Linked DNA regions of Mus musculus: region 2 is linked to region 1. A link is a contact called in public promoter capture Hi-C data. All regions are on one chromosome and are shown on one strand. The core of a region is the stretch at or near the end of the contact, and the rest is flanking DNA. Distances in the headings are between cores, read along the strand shown. Region 1 holds the start of Mif (macrophage migration inhibitory factor (glycosylation-inhibiting factor)). Region 2 overlaps Specc1l (sperm antigen with calponin homology and coiled-coil domains 1-like).

Evidence for each region. Promoter capture Hi-C pulls out the DNA fragments that hold promoters and counts their contacts.
Region 2: a promoter capture Hi-C map of hippocampal neurons shows a contact between it and region 1, with 2.5 times the contacts expected there. The contact joins the enhancer-like site here to the promoter of Mif in region 1. A contact is called at or near these places in 2 of 39 promoter capture datasets (hippocampal neurons and pre-B cells), 3 of 484 Hi-C or Micro-C datasets (cortical neurons, large pre-B cells and pro-B cells) and 1 of 115 datasets of contacts at active chromatin or transcription factors (large pre-B cells).

Annotation. Positions count from the first base shown.
Region 1 is chr10:75,858,859-75,861,558 of GRCm38.p6, reverse strand. It overlaps Mif (macrophage migration inhibitory factor (glycosylation-inhibiting factor)), which reads left to right and starts at 1,282. Exons shown (of 3, transcript NM_010798.3): 1 at 1,282-1,498; 2 at 1,700-1,872; 3 at 2,016-2,206. The coding sequence starts at 1,391. The coding sequence ends at 2,082. It overlaps Gm40697 (a long non-coding RNA gene), which reads right to left and starts at 649. Exons shown (of 2, transcript XR_871836.3): 1 at 593-649; 2 at 1-186.
Region 2 is chr10:75,256,877-75,259,670 of GRCm38.p6, reverse strand. Specc1l (sperm antigen with calponin homology and coiled-coil domains 1-like) reads right to left here. Exons shown (of 16, transcript NM_153406.3): 6 at 1,730-1,803; 7 at 528-703. Among named protein-coding and RNA genes, the nearest start is that of Specc1l, 46 kb to the right of the region's middle. Within about 2 kb of position 1,265, at least 41 of the 459 cell types and tissues checked have an H3K27ac peak or open chromatin away from gene starts, as enhancers often do. A contact at or near this core is called in pre-B cells and pro-B cells, where this site is marked.

The DNA.
Region 1 (2,700 bases), core at 33-2,532:
GTAGGTAGAACTAAGAGATTCTGCTCAAGATGTGATCCCCCAGCAGCACTGTCAAGCTTCAGTCTCTTCTGCAAGACTGACAAGCGTCCAGAGCTGCATAAAATCTCTGCCTTCCAGCCTTTCTCTTTCACCAGCAGGAGACTCCAGAGAAAATTCCATTTCCTTGGGAACCATTGTTTCAATAGTCTGTTAGCCAAAGGGAGGGGGCACAAGTGTCTCTTTAGAATATCTTCATTTCTGTCAGAAACCTAATAGAAACCTTGACATCACAGACAGAACTGGTAGTCCCCACACTACAATCTCTTGATCCACTGTAAAGTTTTTAACAAAAATTAAAAAGGGCTAGGGAAAACAAAGGAAGTCCCAAAATTCCCGTGACATTTCCTGGGCACCGGTCGGATGTCTCACTTGTTAATGAGAAAGCTATACAAAGTCTACCAAGGGCTCTAGATAAGGGTGACTCTGCTGGATCTAATTTGAGCAGGGCTTCCCTGAGGACTGGCAATTGGCCAGAGGAGCAGAACTAGTTAGTACCGCTGGCTCACAGCCTGCTGCCCACTCCTCCCCTGGGAATCTCTCCAAGCATCCTCACCTGTGTGGAGTAACAGGAATGTAGGGAAGTAACTAGATGGCGACTCCGTTCTGCCTCCTTCCCCATTTCACACTCACAAGCCTAGGCCTGGTGGACACGTGTCCCAGGAGGCTCAGGACACACAAAAAGTCGCAGTTGAAAGTGTGTGGGACGAAGGTGATACTGGGCCAGGCAGGGGATCGAGGGCTGACTGTTGGTACAACAGGAGAGCAAAAGCAAGCAAGTGATGGGGCTTGGCTAATTTCTTGAGCTTAGAGAAAAGTTCCCAAGGCAAGGAAGGATTGTTTTTTCTCCAAGTACAAGCCATCACGCTTTTGGCTCATTGTTTGAGGTTAAGTTGTATTCACTAAAGTAGGTCGATCCTAGCCCACTAGCATGAGAAATAAGGCCAACCTACAGGTTCCACCAATAACTTAAGTTCCCTCTTCTTGGAACAGAAATCTCTCAGACCTGAACTTCTTACTATACGGTTAATCTGTAGCATCTACCTGGAATGCCTCGACAAACCTAATCACTAGAGTCAAGTCCTCACTATCTAGCATCCTCCGTTTCCATCTTAGGAAACAAAGAGCCCATGTAATACTTCCTACAGCACCAGAAGCACAGCAAGACCTCTGCAGAAGCAGCGCGCTGAAGGGCAGTCACCGCCCCTTTGGGACGTAGTCTGACGTCAGCGGAGGCGGAGCGGCAGCCGGCTTGGGGCGGTACTGAGCTGGGTCACGTAGCTCAGGTCCCTGGCTTGGGTCACACCGCGCTTTGTACCGTCCTCCGGTCCACGCTCGCAGTCTCTCCGCCACCATGCCTATGTTCATCGTGAACACCAATGTTCCCCGCGCCTCCGTGCCAGAGGGGTTTCTGTCGGAGCTCACCCAGCAGCTGGCGCAGGCCACCGGCAAGCCCGCACAGGTTTGCAGGGAGGACACAGGAAGAGAGTAGGGTGGGGTGGGCCGGCCCGACGTGTGAGGAGGGATGGGGCTGGAAGCCAAGGTGTGCCGGCGGGTGGCGGCTGGAGCTCTCCGGAAGACCTGTGGCCCTGTAGGCAGTCTTTCAGGCGGTCTAACAGTGTGTCTGTATCCCTCCCGCCTCGCCGCCCCTCCCCCCACCCAGTACATCGCAGTGCACGTGGTCCCGGACCAGCTCATGACTTTTAGCGGCACGAACGATCCCTGCGCCCTCTGCAGCCTGCACAGCATCGGCAAGATCGGTGGTGCCCAGAACCGCAACTACAGTAAGCTGCTGTGTGGCCTGCTGTCCGATCGCCTGCACATCAGCCCGGACCGGTGCGTGGGGGACGAGGGGAGGAGGGGGAGGAGGGGCACTGGGAGGTCAGCAGGCAAAGAGGGGGGGGCGTTCAGAGGACACTGGCACGCAGCGCGCTCTCCTAGACCACGTGCTTAGCTGAGCCAGGCTTTCATTTTCTCAGGGTCTACATCAACTATTACGACATGAACGCTGCCAACGTGGGCTGGAACGGTTCCACCTTCGCTTGAGTCCTGGCCCCACTTACCTGCACCGCTGTTCTTTGAGCCTCGCTCCACGTAGTGTTCTGTGTTTATCCACCGGTAGCGATGCCCACCTTCCAGCCGGGAGAAATAAATGGTTTATAAGAGACCACGGTTGCCTCAGCTTCTGCTTCCTTGGCTTGCGGAGGAATTGGGTGCAGGGTGGGGACCTTGAATGGAAGCCCAGGCTCTGAACGTGGGATTGGGGTGTGATGGCAGGGTCGAAGCTGGCCAGTTTGGTCCTCTCTAAACTAGTCCAGTGGTTCAGATGTCCTTTCTTGTGGCCTCTCCTATGCAGCCTTATGTATAAAAGAGGCCGACTTATTCACCTGGTCAGGAGTGTTAATTAGGTCCTTACCACAGTGGCAAATGGAGCCGGTAATATGTGTCATGGAAGGGGAGGTGCTTGGATACAGGGGAGAAATTAATAGTGTGCTCCAGCTGGGCCTGCACCTTCCTCGGCCCCATTTTCCTTCCCAAGAATCACTGTGCTCTAAGCCATGTGGTGGCCACTTCCTTGATCTGGACAATTAACTTGGTGGGAGAGGTAGCCAGGATACAGAGTTCTCCCTAGACCACTCTGCCCACTTCCCCAACGCCCTCCCC
Region 2 (2,794 bases), core at 16-2,515, 600 kb after region 1:
ACATAAACTCATTCCCCAACTCAGATGGAATGTTACTGTGGGAACTCAAAACATATCACAGGTATAATCTCCTGTGGCCATTTTTATGAATTTCCAGTGATCTCTGTGTGGAGGGTACTAATTTGGAGGACTTTGAAAAAAAAAGGAACTTCCTCAAGTGAGTGATGGAAAGAAACTTACACTGTACTGATCGACTGTTTTTCCAAATTGGTAACTTAAGTTTACTGCTGGCTGCTTCATCCCTCTACAAGCATTAGCTCTCTTACTCACGAGAGGACTATAAAGTAGCTCACGGGCCTCCATGTTACAGCTGAGAGAACTGAGGCACGGGGCACGGGGCACAGGGAGATGACCACTGTTAACTGAGAGCACACAGCCACCAAGAGGCAGGGCCAGACAGCCTGCTTCCAGACCTCCAGTCTACAGAGAAATAAGAGGGCTGCACCGTGAGCGAGTGTCAGGACTAAGAGCAGCACCAGGGCCACATTTGTTCCTTACTGAAACACAACCGGTGTCTCAGAACGTACTTGCGTGACTTTATTTCCTCCAATTCTTTTGTGAGTTTCTCATTTTTCTCTTGGGCCTCATGTAGCCGTCGCTTTAGATCACCGATCTCTTCTTGGGCTTCAGACTTGATATCATTGGCAATGACCACTGCAGTCTGGAGATCAGCCTGAAATTGCCGCCATTCTGCAGACTCTTCCTACATTAAAACACTAAACTCTTAGTTCCAAAACAAAGCGATGAAGATTTACTTAAAAGCAATAAAGTTTATGATTAGTTTGCCCTAACATGTCAGACTCTTGAATCACGACTTGTTTTAATCCCAAGAATTGCTGCTATTTTTAAAACAAAGCAACTCTTTATCAGTGAACTTGTTCTTAATGAGAGAAGATTTGCCATCTGATCCTCCTACTGAGGCATTAAGTATTCAGAGTGCTCAATAAATATTAATGAGGAAAAATTTTAGGCTACTCTTCCTCATGCAAGTTTCAAAGCAAGTGTTATGAAAATAAATATCATCAAAAATTTAGAGCTTTACCTCTGGAACTCTCAAGAAGGTATATAAATGGTATGTGAACCACACAGTAAAAAACTATAAATATCCTGACATCAAAAACGAGCAGGAAAAAAAAAACTAAAGTAAAGGAAAAGGAAGAGGAAGCCAGAAGAAAAACTGAACTTAGTGTAGGCAGACACAGTCATACAAAGAGGCATAAGGAACTGAGCACTCTGCCGCTTCCCACAGACAGAAGGATACGGGTGTGGCTGGGCGGAGACCTCTCCCCAGGGGCTTCACTTCCCCCAGAGCCACAGCTGGGCCTTGCCTGAGCCCTCTCATTCTCAAAGCAATTTTCTGGTACCCGCAGCTCCAACAACTGGGTCAGGACTCAGGGTCCATGATTAGCACTGTCCCTGCACATCTTAGCAGCATGGATGCTGGCAGCCAACCCAACTCAGAGAACACAGAAACCCCACATACAAACAGCCTGCTCTGTGATTTTAAAATCAAAAGTTAATAAACTTTATTTTTAAAACACATCTTTCCATAAATAACTACCAGTACATTCTCCTACTTTAAAAGCAGTGCCAGTCCCAATTTAAAATAATGGCACTTGCTTTCAGTCCAGTGTGGCTGATATCCTACCCTATCTACAGTCTAAAGTAACAGTACAAATGTCAGAATACCATGTTTTCTAGTGAGACAGCACATGAAGATTCATCCTACCCGAAGTCTCCTGTGAAGTGTCTTGATTTCTCTTTCCATGTCATGCTTTTGGTCTTGGAGTTTCTTAACTGTATCTGAAAAGACCACAAAGATTAAATATTTCTTTTTAAACCTAAAGTTCTTAATGATCTTAAATGTTCAAAAGAAATGACATAAAAAGAGGTGATAAAAATATGATCATCTAAATCGTTTCCCTATGCAGAAACTTGTTTACTTTCATCACAAAACTTAAAAGCATGAAAAGAATATTCAATCCAAGACTACAGTTTCTGCATCATTTCCTAAGTAAACTGGAAGCAATTGTTGGAAACATACATATTATTGGCACAACGCCAACCAAAACAGCATTGACTGCTATTAAATTGTCAACTTTTAATCACAGAAGTTATCACTCTAAACCGTGCAAGCATAACTCCCCTTTCACACTGGAATAAATTCCAGAAACATGAAATCAGTAAAATTATTTTTAACATTGATTGTAATATCCAGAGAGCTGCCAATTAATCTATGGAATAGTAGCACTAAATACAATAGGAAATTACATTCTCTGCTTGTAAGAAGTTCTGAGAAATGCCTCAGGAACATATCACGTTGTAACTGCTCTGCTGGACATCGGTCACACTCATTACTCTCACAGCTCAGGAATAAATCACTTCTCAGTTCTGCACCAGGAAAGGCAGTTATGTATGGAAATAATCCTGTACTAAGATTTTGCCTATTGATGCTATAGTTCTCTCCATTCTCAAACATAGTCTTTCTCTTCTCCCACAAATACATAAAATGAAAATCACTCTCAAATTCAGGACCTCATATGCTACACATAGGTTTTCAACCACTGAACATATCCTGGGTCATGATACATATTTTTTAACCCTTTTGTTTGTTTTTGAGACAAGATCTCATTCTGCTCACTATGTAGCTCTAGCTGTCCTGGAACTCACTATGTAGGTCAGCCTGGTCTTGATCTCACAGAGATCCACCCACCTGCCTCCCAATGCTGGGATTAAAAGTGTGGATCACTACATTCGGCTTTTTAAAAGTCAATTTGTGTGTGTGTGTAAAACA